Regions from separate parts of the Mus musculus genome. Here all the other regions are linked to region 1. A link is a contact called in public Hi-C and HiChIP or PLAC-seq data. All regions are on one chromosome and are shown on one strand. Each heading gives the region's core, a stretch centred on a gene start, on an enhancer-like site or on the middle of the called end of the contact. The rest is flanking DNA. Distances are from core to core; before and after follow the strand shown.

What was found. Hi-C and Micro-C count contacts between places; a contact is called where the count stands out from the background. HiChIP or PLAC-seq counts read pairs in DNA pulled down with a chosen protein or histone mark.
Region 2: a contact with region 1 is called in an H3K4me3 HiChIP or PLAC-seq map of forebrain, with 2.6 times the contacts expected there. The contact joins two enhancer-like sites. A contact is called at or near these places in 1 of 15 datasets of contacts at CTCF or cohesin (the NIH/3T3 cell line), 7 of 484 Hi-C or Micro-C datasets (cochlea, embryonic fibroblasts, embryonic stem cells and 4 more), 7 of 115 datasets of contacts at active chromatin or transcription factors (embryonic basal ganglia, embryonic forebrain, embryonic hindbrain and 4 more) and 2 of 9 other capture datasets (embryonic stem cells and embryonic tail).
Region 3: a Hi-C map of cortical neurons shows a contact between it and region 1, with 2.1 times the contacts expected there. The contact joins two enhancer-like sites. A contact is called at or near these places in 7 of 484 Hi-C or Micro-C datasets (cerebellar granule neurons, cerebral cortex, cortical neurons and 2 more), 10 of 115 datasets of contacts at active chromatin or transcription factors (embryonic basal ganglia, embryonic forebrain, embryonic hindbrain and 6 more) and 1 of 9 other capture datasets (adipose tissue).

What each region holds. Positions count from the first base shown.
Region 1 is chr10:43,152,905-43,157,255 of GRCm38.p6, reverse strand. The region is part of intron 3 of Sobp (sine oculis binding protein); the gene reads left to right. Among named protein-coding and RNA genes, the nearest start is that of Gm51799, 9.1 kb to the left of the region's middle. Within about 2 kb of position 1,950, at least 125 of the 459 cell types and tissues checked have an H3K27ac peak or open chromatin away from gene starts, as enhancers often do. A contact at or near this core is called in cerebral cortex, cortical neurons, embryonic tail and 1 more, where this site is marked.
Region 2 is chr10:42,991,791-42,996,141 of GRCm38.p6, reverse strand. No RefSeq gene overlaps it. Among named protein-coding and RNA genes, the nearest start is that of Gm5079, 2.8 kb to the right of the region's middle. Within about 2 kb of position 1,946, at least 50 of the 459 cell types and tissues checked have an H3K27ac peak or open chromatin away from gene starts, as enhancers often do. A contact at or near this core is called in embryonic tail and forebrain, where this site is marked.
Region 3 is chr10:43,018,960-43,023,310 of GRCm38.p6, reverse strand. Sobp (sine oculis binding protein) reads left to right here. Exons shown (of 7, transcript NM_175407.3): 6 at 393-2,329. The coding sequence ends at 2,318. Among named protein-coding and RNA genes, the nearest start is that of Gm47815, 14 kb to the left of the region's middle. Within about 2 kb of position 1,825, at least 71 of the 459 cell types and tissues checked have an H3K27ac peak or open chromatin away from gene starts, as enhancers often do. A contact at or near this core is called in cerebral cortex, cortical neurons and forebrain, where this site is marked.

The sequences.
Region 1 (4,351 bases), core at 701-3,200:
TCATTGTATCTTACAGATGTAGTTCAGGCGACAAGAGCCTGTCAATAAAACTTTGTCAGGCTTGCTGCAAAATGTGGGGATTATGCTAGAACGCTCTGTTTTTTATTATTACTTTTATGTGTATGGAATTGAACATTGACAGGTACTGTGTTATAACAGCAATATTTATACTAACACTAACGCTGTGTTTATATTTGAAAGGATAGACATTCGTGTTTCTGTAACAGTGAGAGCATTTTCAGGTACAAATGTCTCAAGTTTGTGTTACATTTGGCCACATTCTCTTATTGGCCTATTATAGTTTAACAAATAAAACTGACCTATCATATAGAGGTCATTTGAGATATTATTTAATTAAAACTTATTGTCATTAAAATCATTGTTAGTCCTAATTACTAATATAATTAGTGTATCATATAATATTTCCCTTATTAGTGATCCGATTTTTCTTTGGCTGATGGTTTAATGAAACAGAGGGAACCGCTGTTTATCTCCCAAATACATATTTTGTGCAAACCACTTGGTGAGAAAAGGGTAGGTAATTTCTTAACCTGTAGAGTTCCCGACTGGTCGCATGTTCTGCGGCTTAGCTGAGGGTGCCTGCTGGGTGTATTGAGTGAGTTTGATTAAGTAGGAGGACCGAACAGACTTCAGACCGAGAAGACCTGTTTAACTCTGGCCTGTTCACTCACCAGCTCTCTGAAAGGGGGCAAGTTCTGCCAGCTCTATTTCTTTCAGGTTCCTCATTTTTTTCCATTAATTTATTTGTTTATTCACTTTACAACTCAGTCACAGCCCCCATTCCTCCTGGTCCCCCATCACACAGCCCCTTCTCTTGCCCCCTCCCCTTCTCCTGACAAGGGGGAGGTGCCCCCTAGGTACCAACCCACCCTGGCACCTCAAGTCACTGTAGGATTTGGCACATCCTTTCCCAATGAGGCCAGACAAAGCATCCCAGTTAGGGGAACAGTATTCATAGGCAGGCAACAGAGTCAGGGTAATCCCCCACTCCAATTGTTGGGGGATCCACATGAAGACCAAGCTGCATTCTGATATGTATGTGTAGGGTGGGGGTGGGGGTGGGAGTAGAGGTGGGGGGACCCTAGGTCCAGTCTGTATATGTTCTTTGGTTGGTGGTTCAGTTTCTGGGAGACCCCAAGAACTGAGGAACCTAAAGTGGATAGGGACTCCAGAAGACACCAAGAGAGTAAGCTAACCTGGACCCTTGGGTGCTCCCATCTTCTCATTTAAAGAATGGGCTTACAGTCCTACTTCATGGGGTAGCTGCAGAGCTGAGAAAATGTACACTTAGCGCCTGGACAGCTATGACATGAAAGTTAACATACACCTTACCTTTACCCCCACACCCCTACCCCGCACCTTATCTCCCCGTCCTTTTCCTAATTCTGCACTAGAGTCTTCATGCACATCATCTTCGTGCATAGAAAGTTGTGCACCCAAGTGCAAATACATGGCCATTTCATTCTAAGCTGTATCAGAATAGTAGTGCTTATTAACTTGCCGTTACTTCCAGATTCCCCAGTGCCAGGAGATACAGCCTTTCCCTGCAAGTTCATTCTAAAAGCCCCTGCTGTTGGGGAAGACTTGATTACTTCCCTATCCTTGAGAATCTGTGGCTCTCTGAGTTTGATGACTTTTGGTGGGAATGTCCTAGCTAGGCTCTCAGGGGCTGCCATGTGAGGCACTTGCATCTCTTGCGGGCCTTAGAGGCTCTGTCTGGGCAGGCACTGGTTCCCGGCAGTTTCGTGAGCTAGGGCAGACCCTGGATCCCATTCACGTCTTGGCAGCCAGTGAGCCCAGTGGAGTGATCCTGACTGGGAACACAGAGGTACCACATTCGCTTGGATTTCCACTCCCTTTGCACAGCTGCGTATAAGAAGCATGCGTGAGCTCACTTCTGGGCCCAGGGAGTTGCTTTTCTGGCCCTGCTCCACCCCCTTCCTTTCTCTGGTGAAGGGAGCTCCCTGTGTTTCCATGATTACCTCGCTGTTGACCCTGCTTTGGCCTGGAATGCTTGTGTCCATTTTCCAAGGCCAAGCTGCCCCTCCCCCTCGGAGACAGCTTCTGGCCCTGGGTGTAGCATTTGTGACATCACAGGCGTTACTATGGCAACAGACTTGTTATAAACACAGGATAATAGCCCTGCTCTTGCTTTTCTTTATTCCCCCATGCCGTGAAGGGAATCACCGTGATCCTTAAATAATAATCACAGACTTTTGCTGCAGAGTCTAGGAAGTGAACCGAGAAAGGCTGCAGTGCAGCCGTTCAGAATGCTGTTAAGCGATATTAGAAAATATTAAGAAGAGCCAGCCGGTTCTTCTTATACTGACACATCTTTATCCTTTTAATTTGAGCAAATTCACAAACCTCTGAGGCTAATTTTTGAAATCACACTATGAACACAGTCTAAACTGTCAATACATATACACATACATATACATCATATACATATACATCACATACATATACACACACACACATATACATATGCATATACATATACATATACATATACATATACATATACATATACATATACATGATGTATATATTAGCAAGACGTTTGAAGTATTACTCAGGTTAATTGCATTATCACCTTGGTGCAGCTCTCATACTAGAAACTTTAGCACAGGCTCAATCCTTTGAGATTTCATTCAGAGAGAATTACGTTCCGGAAAGGCTCTGGTAATCAAGCAGGAAGACTATACAGCATTTCCCCACTGCATCTCCCTCCCCCACCCTCACCCCATTTGAGAATGGAAGCAAGGCACTGGGGATGGATTTTTTAATAAAAACTGCTTGCTAAGTAAGACCTTATAACCCCCCTCAATTACACACACACACACACACACACACACACACATACACGTCCAAGCCGCTGGCTAGACATTAGTCTTTTGGAATTGCTGAGCAGGCTTAGGTCTGTCGGTTGGCCTTATTCAGAGGTAGGTGGTTCAGTTGGGACCACATCTGGGCCCCTTTTTGTCTGGACCTTGCTTCATGATAATATTTTACTCACAAGAATTAAAAAAACAAAAAAATCAATGCAACCAGTAGTGTGAGTACTTTGTTCACCAGCAGATTCTGGTATCGAAAGTCTCACTGCGTTAGGAAACTCCAAGCATGAGGGAGTCTTGACAGGCCTCCCCAGAGGCTCCCAAGTTCCCTAGTTTGAATCTAGAATTGCTGTAAATCCCTGAATGCTTTAAAATGGAATGAAATGTGAAAAAGAGATACGCGTCTTTGATGCATTTATGTGGCCCTTTTGAATAGAGTGAGTGCCTTTTCCCTCAGATGACAAGTGCCCTGATTCTTATTTCCCACCACACTCCCCAGGGGGAGGTAAAGTGTGGATCTGTCTACACAGCACACACAGGGTTGTGTGGAGGAGTTTGGGACCAAACTCCCAAACCCAGTGTGATTTCCTGTACTCAGGCACATCTTGCCTTTCTCTGAAAACAGTGACCATTTCCTGTCCCCCAGGGTGGTTCCCACTCAGTGAGCTTTCTCAGTTTGTGCTCAGGCAAAGTCATGGAAATGTGAGATATTTTTCTTTAGAGCAAATCTTGAAATTCCTAAGTGGTTTTAAGAACTGGGCTCCAAGGAGAGGTTAGCTTAGCTGAGAATGTGAAACCCGGCCATGTGAGCTCTAAGCTTTATGTATATAGCGGAGGAACCCACAGTTAATAAGCATGCTACTTTCTGGCTCTTACAATTCTTACATGGACTTATTTTATCCAGAAAAGTGGGAATCAGAATGTGGTTTGCATTATGGTCATTATTTATTTTATCTGTTATTCAATAGTCTTGGGGCCTGCATGTGAGTGGTGTATTCCAAATAACCATTAAGAAAACAGGATTTAGTAAAAATTGCATTGGCATTTATTTATTTGTCCAACTCGAAATATGATTATTAAATAAAATTACCTAGACTTAATGGGATTTAGATGAGTTACTATTTATATACTAGATATATTTATCGAAAGAGAGAGGGAGGGAGGGAGGGGGAGAGAGAGTGAGAGAGAGCGAGAGAGCAAGAGCGAGAGAGAGCGAGAGAGAGAGAGAGAGAGAGAGAAAGAGAGAGAGAGAGAGAGAGAGAGAGAGAGGGAGAGAGAGAGAGAGAGTTAGCTGAAATCTTGGATGTTCAAGTAACTTAGGATGGGCCAGGAGGAATCCCCTTGAGTGGCAGGAACTGAAGAGCAGCAGCCAATCACACAACATCATCTTGTCACAGTTAATATTTTTGAACAGTTATTATGGGCTGCGATAATACATGATGTCACTTACTTTTCTCCAGTGACTATAAAGGCACTGCTATGAAAATTGCTTT
Region 2 (4,351 bases), core at 697-3,196, 160 kb after region 1:
TTCACAGGTTGAGGTTGGATTAGAGCGCAGGTCCGAAGGCCAGACACACAATAAGATACTTTCATACATATTGATCTTTTTAAAGTTTGTTTTTATGAAACTTTAATTCCCCCCCCCCCTTTTCCTGCCTCCCCTCCATTTTTAGCTTTTTAACCTAACTACCGCACATTTTTAGCTCTGTTCTTTGTGAAATGCTAACCCAGCCCCGGGTTTTCGTTTTCCGGGTGTCACTTTTCAGAAATTGTATATCTGCATAGCAACCCCGAGAGGGCTGCCTCTGTCACGGTATCACATGTCAGAAAGATGAAAAGGGCTTCAAATCCAAGCTCTCCACAAACTTGGCCCTCCAATGGGCAGGCAGAACGCCTTGGCCTTCACATAAATGGCAGCAGAGACGTTGTCGGGCCAAAGAGGTGCAAACTTTTATCTTGTTGATGACAGCAAACGACACATGACCTCAGCTCACTCGGTGGGGACGATCAAACCAGAAACAAAGGCCATATTTTTCTCTACTCTCGTCCCTGCTGTCAGCTTCCAAGTGCAACCTGAGCCTGGATTCCGAACCCAGTGTCCAGATTAGAGATTGTTGACTCAGATTTAGTGGTGAAATGTGAGCCCGGCTCTGCCGATGGCAGGCCTTGAAGGCGCAAGTTTACTTAAGCCAAGAAAGGGATTGTATGTCAGACTAGAGCCTGGCTTTTCTTTATCACAAACTTCCTGGTCTGCCTCTGTTTTAATAGTTTCCACCAGAGAGAGAGAGAGAAAGAGAGAGAGGGGAGAGAGAGAGAGAGAGAGAGAGAGAGAGAGAGAGAGAGAGAGAGAGAGAGGAGAGAGAGCCCTTCTTCCATCTCTTCAATGTCATGAATCAGGATATTAACAAGTGTGTAGCTGGCCTTTGCCACAGTAAAAGACACTCAGCTTTCTGTACTTCGTTCTTTCTGGTGGGCAAGGCATAATAACCAATGCAGAATCCATTCAGAACGATGAAAAATGGATTTGACCTCACCATTTAGAGACTCTTTCCCGATACTCAGGCTCCAGTGCTGGTTACAAACTCGCCCTTGGAGAGAAGGGCGAGTCATTAAGAGAAGTCATTACACCGACTCCCCATTGCCCGATCCCTGCCCTCCCCCCACCCCGCTCCCCCTTTTTTTTTTTAACTTTGGCATCCTTCTGGCTTTTCCTTGGCTTCTGATTTCAACCCTCGTTTAGATTCTCTGCGCCTTCAGTAATTTATGTGCAAGATATTTTCCCCAACCTCCAAATGTTTTTCCATTTGGCAAAGTGTGTCCTGAAGCCTCCACACAATGTAACTGTAGAGTTCATTTCTGCTAGAAAACATAAGCCCGGTTGATGGAAAAGCCTGTGCAGCCAGCGGCAGTGACCCTGCGGCCCCAGGCTGTCACAGACTGATCCTCCAGGCCACCCCTGGGGATGCGAGGGGGAGGGTACCGAGAGGAGTGTCTTTTCCAGGTTGCCACAGATGCTTGTCTTCCTTCCACCTTCCTTGTCTCCCGAGAGGGAAGCGCTCCTTCCAAGTGCCTTTCTCTATAGCTTTTGGACGCTTCGGGGTGCCATATGGAGAATCGTTTCCTCAGTCTCCTGATGGCTTTTACATGAGCAGCCATAATTTGGATGGTTTCCTTCAGGTCTGAGGTCCCTACGGTATCTGTTATGGGGTGTGGGGAACAGTCATTGCAGTCAGCCCCGTGCTGCTCTTCATTGGTGCAAAGCTCCACGCCCCTCTTGGCAGGGAGGTGCAAACTCGGGAAGGGGCAAGGCAGAAGTCCACACATCACTGGACTGATTTCCGTTAATGACTTCTCAGTCCCGAGTCACAGATTTAGGACTTAGGCTCAAACCAAGACAGGCAGTGCCTTCCCTGACGCAGTACCTGGGCTTTTCCCTGGGGCTCGCCTTCTCCCCATCTCCCATCGGCCAAGCATGGGTGGTCTGGGACCCCTCTGTGACACATTCGAAGAGGTTAACGAGCCGGTTTCTGTCCAGTCACTCAGAGGCCATAACTAGACAACATTTGGCTTCTGAACTGCGAGCTATCATTCAGTAATGGGCACTTTTTCTTCCTAAACCGTTCCAATAGAACAAATTCTCCCTGTATTCCTGTGTTCTGAGGGAAGCACGTGATGCTGTGTTCTCTCAACTCTTGACCCAGTAATTTGTTGATTACGTAAGCAAAGCAAAGATGGAGAGTCCTTCTAATAAGGAGGCTGGACAGGGAGGTATTTTTGCATAGCTGACCCAGCCTAACCTTCCAGGAGTCCCTTGACTCTTACCAAGGGCAAGGTGGATAGAATGGATTGCTGGACTGCTGTACACTACTGAACTGGCTGTGAGAGAGGAGTGGACCGTTTTGCTTACAATCATCTATAATAAAGATCCCCCAAACCGGAGTATTGGAGATGGGTTGGCTCCAGCAACTCACTCAGCTGTATTTTTAGGCTTTTGTTTAATCTTTCTTGATTGATAAAGTAATTATCAAAACTCGTTAGAAAATAATAGCCAACTGGTGAGAAAAAGAACAGTTGGGAGGCAGCTGAGCGACGCAGGCAGGTTCCAGTGTAACCCATGAAAGTTCCTCTTCTTCTGCCTAGGAACTGGGTGGCAGGGGTTGAGCTACCCAGCGCCCTGGCTCCACTAAGGCTCCCCCACCCCTCAGTGTCTAATTAACTCTCCTGCCTCTCTGCCTCTCCTAACCTCTTCTCCATCCCTCTCGGCTCTGAAGCCTTCTGCAGGCCAACCAGAACCCCAGCAGATGTTTGTGTTTTATGAGCCAAATGGAAGCCTGAGAATCAACTGAATGCCAGTCCCACTGAGAGGAGGAATTGGGCCATTTGATACCAGAACACAGAATGCAGGCTGTCCAGCAAGGCTGGGCCTACCAGAGAGCAGAAGGAAACCCAGATAATGAGCTGGCATAGCCCACATTCTGGCCCATTGCTCTGTCCTTCTGAAGAGCATGCAGAGGCCTCTAATGTAGGCTCAGGGAGGTTGGGGTAGGCCTTCCACAAGCCCACCTCCCTGACTGATGGTCCAGGCCTATAATGACAGCCCCTGGTGCCAGAACACCATGTGGCACCCTGACTGGTTCCTGGCATGGGAAGGAACAGTGGGTTGAGAAAGCCCTACCATCGAACCAGCTTTGAAGTGCCATGTTGTCTCCTTAGAAGTCCCTGAACTCTATAGCATGGCGAGGCCAAGGCAGGAGAACAGACAGAGCAAGGTGGACCGATGGAAAGGCTAGTTCTCGTGTCTTAGCTCCACCAATTACCGCTGTGTCGTTGGCTCTGGAGGTCTGTCACGTCTTCAAGGCTCTAATTCTCCATCAGGGATAGGCAGATTCTAATAACTATCACTGAGGTTACTTCTGGGATCAGTCAAGAGCGTGATGGCTCTGGAACTGTGCGTCCTTGGCTCTGTCGCTCATCTTTCCCCCCACTGTGTGGCCAGGTGACTTGAGCTCAGTCAATGAGAGGCTTGGGGGGAGGTATCTCTCTATCTCTTTGTTTCTGCTTCAGACATCCTCCCAGTAACAGCATCTTGTCTCCATGTCTCCATGGTAACCCCTTAAGAGTGGCTGCTCTGCCGATGGCCTCCCGTCCTCAGGTCACCATTGCATCTTCAGCTCGCCATCACCATTGTAACCTACATGGGTACTCTTAGATGTGAATGCCTTGGGGCTTCCTAGTTGGGTCAGAAAAGAACACGTGAACGTGTGTCTCACACTTAGGTGGAAACATATTTCGAAGATCTCACCCTATAGCATAGGAAGGGAAGGGGCTGCTCACCGTAAGTATGGAATTCCAAGTCTAACCATAATGATTTCAGGGTCTTTCTGGTCCAGTTATCAATCTACAACTATTTCCAGTAGGGCTTTTCAAATTGGAACTCAAGAAAAGAAAAGGAGAAAGAAAAAAGAAAAATTGAATAAAAAATCCCCATGTGTGTGGCTTAAAAGAATAGCATCTCAAAATAAAAATACAGACTATAATGAAAAACAAAAGCCCACTGGACTATTCCCAGGCACCTTCTGTCCCCATGCTCCTTGCTGGTGACACTGCTGGTGGTGTGGGCTGGTATGCCTGAACCCCCCAAGGTTGTTATCCCCCTGAGCCTGGAGATCATGCACAGCAGACAAATGCTCTACCACAGATTTGTAACCCCTTTCTTCTTTTAATTTGAGTTATTTTATTTTATTTTTGTGATACAGTTTTACTACGTGGTCCAGGCAAGCTTTGAACCTGCCACCCTCCCTCAGCTTCCTAGATAGTTTCGACTAGCAGGCTGCGCCGCCGTGCCTGGCTTGGACTCTCCCAGTGTCTGCTGTCCTTCT
Region 3 (4,351 bases), core at 576-3,075, 130 kb after region 1:
CTAGGTATACGTACAGGGCAGGTGTGCAGGGCAGGTGTGCAGGGCAGGTGTGCAGGGCAGGTGTGCAGGGCAGGTGTGCAGGGCAGGCGTACTTCATAGGAGCACTGGGTAAGTGTCCTGGACAGGTGTACTCCATTTTGTCAGAGCCATCTTTGAAAAGGGGCGGCGGGGGGGGGGGGGAGAATGGTTGTTGCTAATTTTGAGGATCCTATTTATAAAGCAAATTCTTTATTTCATAAATCTTTCAGAAATGTACCCTGTAAAGGGTACCCTTCAACTTATTTGGGAAATGATGATAGAGTTTAATAGAGCCTTTATGTGAAACATGAAACGCCATGTACCCAAGAAAGTTGCTTATCTTACCTGTTGTGGTTTCTATTGCTGTGTTGTAGGTGTGTGACTGGTGTAAACACATAAGGCACACAAAAGAATACCTGGATTTTGGGGACGGGGAGAGAAGGCTTCAGTTCTGCAGTGCAAAATGTCTCAATCAATACAAAATGGACATTTTCTACAAAGAGACACAGGCCAATCTTCCAGCCGGGCTGTGCAGCACACTCCACCCTCACATGGAAAGTAAAGCAGAAGGCACCGGGGTGCAGCTGCTCACGCCAGACTCTTGGAATATCCCGCTAACAGATGCTCGGAGGAAAGCCCCTTCCCCCGTGACTGCAGCTGGCCAAAGCCAGGGCCCCGGCCCATCCTCGTCCACCACCGTTTCTCCATCTGACACTGCCAACTGCTCTGTCACTAAAATCCCCACGCCAGTGCCCAAGTCCCTCCCCATCAGCGAGACTCCGAGCATCCCTCCCGTCTCGGTCCAGCCACCTGCTAGCATCGGACCTCCACTGGGTGTCCCGCCTCGCAGCCCTCCCATGGTGATGACCAACCGCGGCCCAGTGCCCCTGCCCATCTTCATGGAGCAGCAAATTATCCAGCAGATCCGCCCGCCCTTCATCCGCGGACCACCGCACCACGCCTCCAACCCCAATAGTCCCTTGTCCAACCCCATGCTCCCGGGCATTGGGGCCCCGCCCGGAGGCCCCAGGAACCTAGGCCCCACTTCCAGCCCCATGCACCGGCCCATGCTATCGCCCCACATCCACCCCCCAAGTACCCCTACCATGCCTGGGAACCCCCCAGGGCTGCTGCCCCCGCCGCCCCCGGGCGCGCCCTTGCCCAGCCTTCCCTTCCCTCCGGTTAGCATGATGCCAAACGGCCCGATGCCGGTTCCCCAGATGATGAACTTCGGGCTGCCTTCGCTGGCCCCGCTGGTGCCGCCCCCCACGCTGCTCGTGCCGTACCCAGTGATAGTGCCCCTGCCGGTGCCCATCCCTATCCCTATCCCCATTCCCCATGTGAACGATTCCAAGCCCCCCAACGGATTTTCCAGCAACGGGGAGAGCTTCGTTCCGAGCGCTCCGGGCGACTCATCGGCGGCGGGAGGCAAGGCTGGTGGACGCTCCCTGTCCCCGCGGGACTCCAAGCAGGGCTCTTCCAAGTCAGCCGACTCGCCACCCGGAAGCTCCGGCCAGGCTCTGAGCCTGGCGCCCGCGGAGCGCGGTCGTGGGGAGGTGGTGGACCTGACCCGGCGCGCAGGCAGCCCCGCGGGTGCGGGAGGCCAGCCGGGCTTCGCGGGCGTGTTGCACGGCCCGCAGGACGGCGTCATCGACCTGACCGTGGGCCACCGAGCCCGGCTGCACAACGTGATACACCGTGCGCTGCACGCTCACGTCAAGGCGGAGCGCGAGCCGGGAGCCGCGGAGCGCAGGACCTGCGGCGGCTGCAGGGACGGCCACTGCAGCCCGCCCGCCGCCGGCGACCCCGGCCCGGGCGCCCCCGCGGGCCCCGAGGCCGCTGCCGCCTGCAACGTCATCGTGAACGGCACCCGCAGCGCCCCGGCCGAGGCCAAGGGCGCGGAGCCCCCGCCGGAGCAGCCGCCGCCCCCAGCCCCTCCCAAAAAGCTACTGTCGTCCGAGGAGCCTGTGGTGAACGAGCTGGAGTCGGTCAAGGAGAACAACTGCGCTTCCAACTGCCACCTGGACGGGGAAGCGACCAAAAAACTGATGGGGGAGGAAGCCCTGGCGGGGGGCGACAAGTCGGACCCGAACCTCAATAACCCCGCGGACGAGGACCACGCCTATGCTCTGCGGATGCTGCCCAAGACCGGCTGCGTGATCCAGCCTGTGCCAAAACCCGCGGAGAAGGCTGCCATGACGCCGTGCGTCATCTCCTCGCCCATGCTCAGCGCTGGCCCTGAGGACCTGGAGCCTCCGCTCAAAAGGAGGTGCCTCCGAATTAGAAACCAGAATAAGTAAAAAAATAAAAGGTTTGTATGTCCACCTGGGCGTTCCTCCAAGAGACAGCGCCCCTCACCTTGCTTGTTAGAGGCGGAGGTGAGATGCAGCCATCGTGTCACTTACCGCTTTCTCTGAGCACTCTGGGTGGCCAGGTACCATCAACGTTTTGATCCAATACCTATGACAGCTGGCAATGCTATTTAGTACACCATTAGCAGTTTACAGCCGAGAGACAGTTAAGAGCCAAGATCACTCAAGCCCTTGAACCTGAGTTGAAAGCACACTCTGTTTTGTGACACACTATTTTCTTCTTTTCGGGTTCATACCTAATTTATCCAACTGGAAAAGGAGGCATGGGAGGGACGATTACTTGAGGAATCTTACTGTTCAGTTAGGAGGTTGCAGAGCAGTATTGAAATGTCTGGGTAACCCATCAGTGGGCGAGCACCTAGAGCTGGTAGTCCATTTGGCAGATGACTCTTACTCTAGCTTCTCAAGATAACCATATCTGTGGGCTAAAATGAAAAACTAGCCTTACGGCCAACCTACCACGCCCCCCTTTCGGGTACTCAGTGGCTGAGCTGGTGAGTCTCACTTCTACGTGTAGACCTTAATGAAGTGGCAGGCATGTCTCTGTACCCTATGACTGCTGTACCCTACTTAATATCCAGTGAGCCAACAGTTCTGTGAGATGGCGGGGACCACACATGAACCACTGTAGCGACTCTTGCCAATCCTAGTGGAGTAGGCGTCCGGTAGCATACTACCAAGAAGGAAGCTGTGACTTGGAAATATTTGCTCAGTCAGAGCTTGTCGGTGGCGGACCCGGTGTTGACTTCAGGCCTGTCCATTCAATCGCAGAGGGTGAGCTCTCCCATCTATCCAAGCAGGCAACAAGCCAAAACATTGGTTTGTTATAATAAACATTGTTTATTAACCGATTACAGAAAGAAGAGAAATGGGTGTTCCTCCAGCATTTAACTTAGACACTGCTCCTTCCCTGGGCTGGGGACACACAGAAGAATGTGCAAAGTAGGTTGACTACGTCCTATGGTGGGGGGGGGGGACGAGGCCTGGGGGAGGGGAGGAGGACGAGTATCTTCACAGGGTATGCAGGCTCTTCTGGGTGTTTCCCCATAATATTTCTTTGGAGCTATCTCCAAAGAAACAGCTAGCTATCTTCATCCTCCTAGTGGAGAAATAGGATTGGGGAATTTGTCCAAGATTATCTAACTTGTGGGCAGAGTTTCGATTCAAATCCAAGTTGTGGAAGTCCAAAGCTTAATTTCCTTTTGAGCACCGTAGGAGAATCGTCTCACTAGTCCCTCTGTCACCACATTTACAAAAGGTCTCTTATCACCTTGAGGCAAAGTTTATAAAGCACAGCAATGAGCCTCCACTTACCAACTCGCCCGGTGTACACGATCCGAGCCCACCAACCTCTTGCTTTCATGGTGGGAACGTGAGCACTTGGCTTACAGCCAGAGTGGAAGCCCTGAACCAGAGCTAATGGCTAGTGTGAGAATCGTTTCTTGGCCACCATGGTTTGAGGTCTCCTTTCCTGCTGGTGGCTTTGCCAGTGGGGCCAGAACACCAGAGATGAGGCCACTCTTCTTTCCTCCTTTAGCCTACGATGCCTTCAGTCTGAAGGCAGTGGTCTTGGCCTTCTGGAAAGCATGCCAACTGAAAACACCCCAGATAATTTAATCTGCTTGACAATGCTTTGAGTGACCCCCCCAAAAGTGAGAACCTTTAGAAAGCACTGGGACTTGTCACTCACACACACACACACACACACACACACACACACACACTCAAGGAAGAATGGGAGGGTAAAAGATCTCATTGCCATTACTGTGCTAAGAGACCAGGACAGGAACAGTGACAGTCCCTATAAGTGTCTAAAGTATCTATTAAAAGCATAAGGTGTATGGATGGCTGTTTGGGTGACCTGTGCTTCTGAAAAAGTCATCCATCGGACAAGGGTAGTTTCCGTGGGTCAGCGTCACTACTAAAAATGTTAACTTGGCAATAGCCAAGTCTAGAAGATG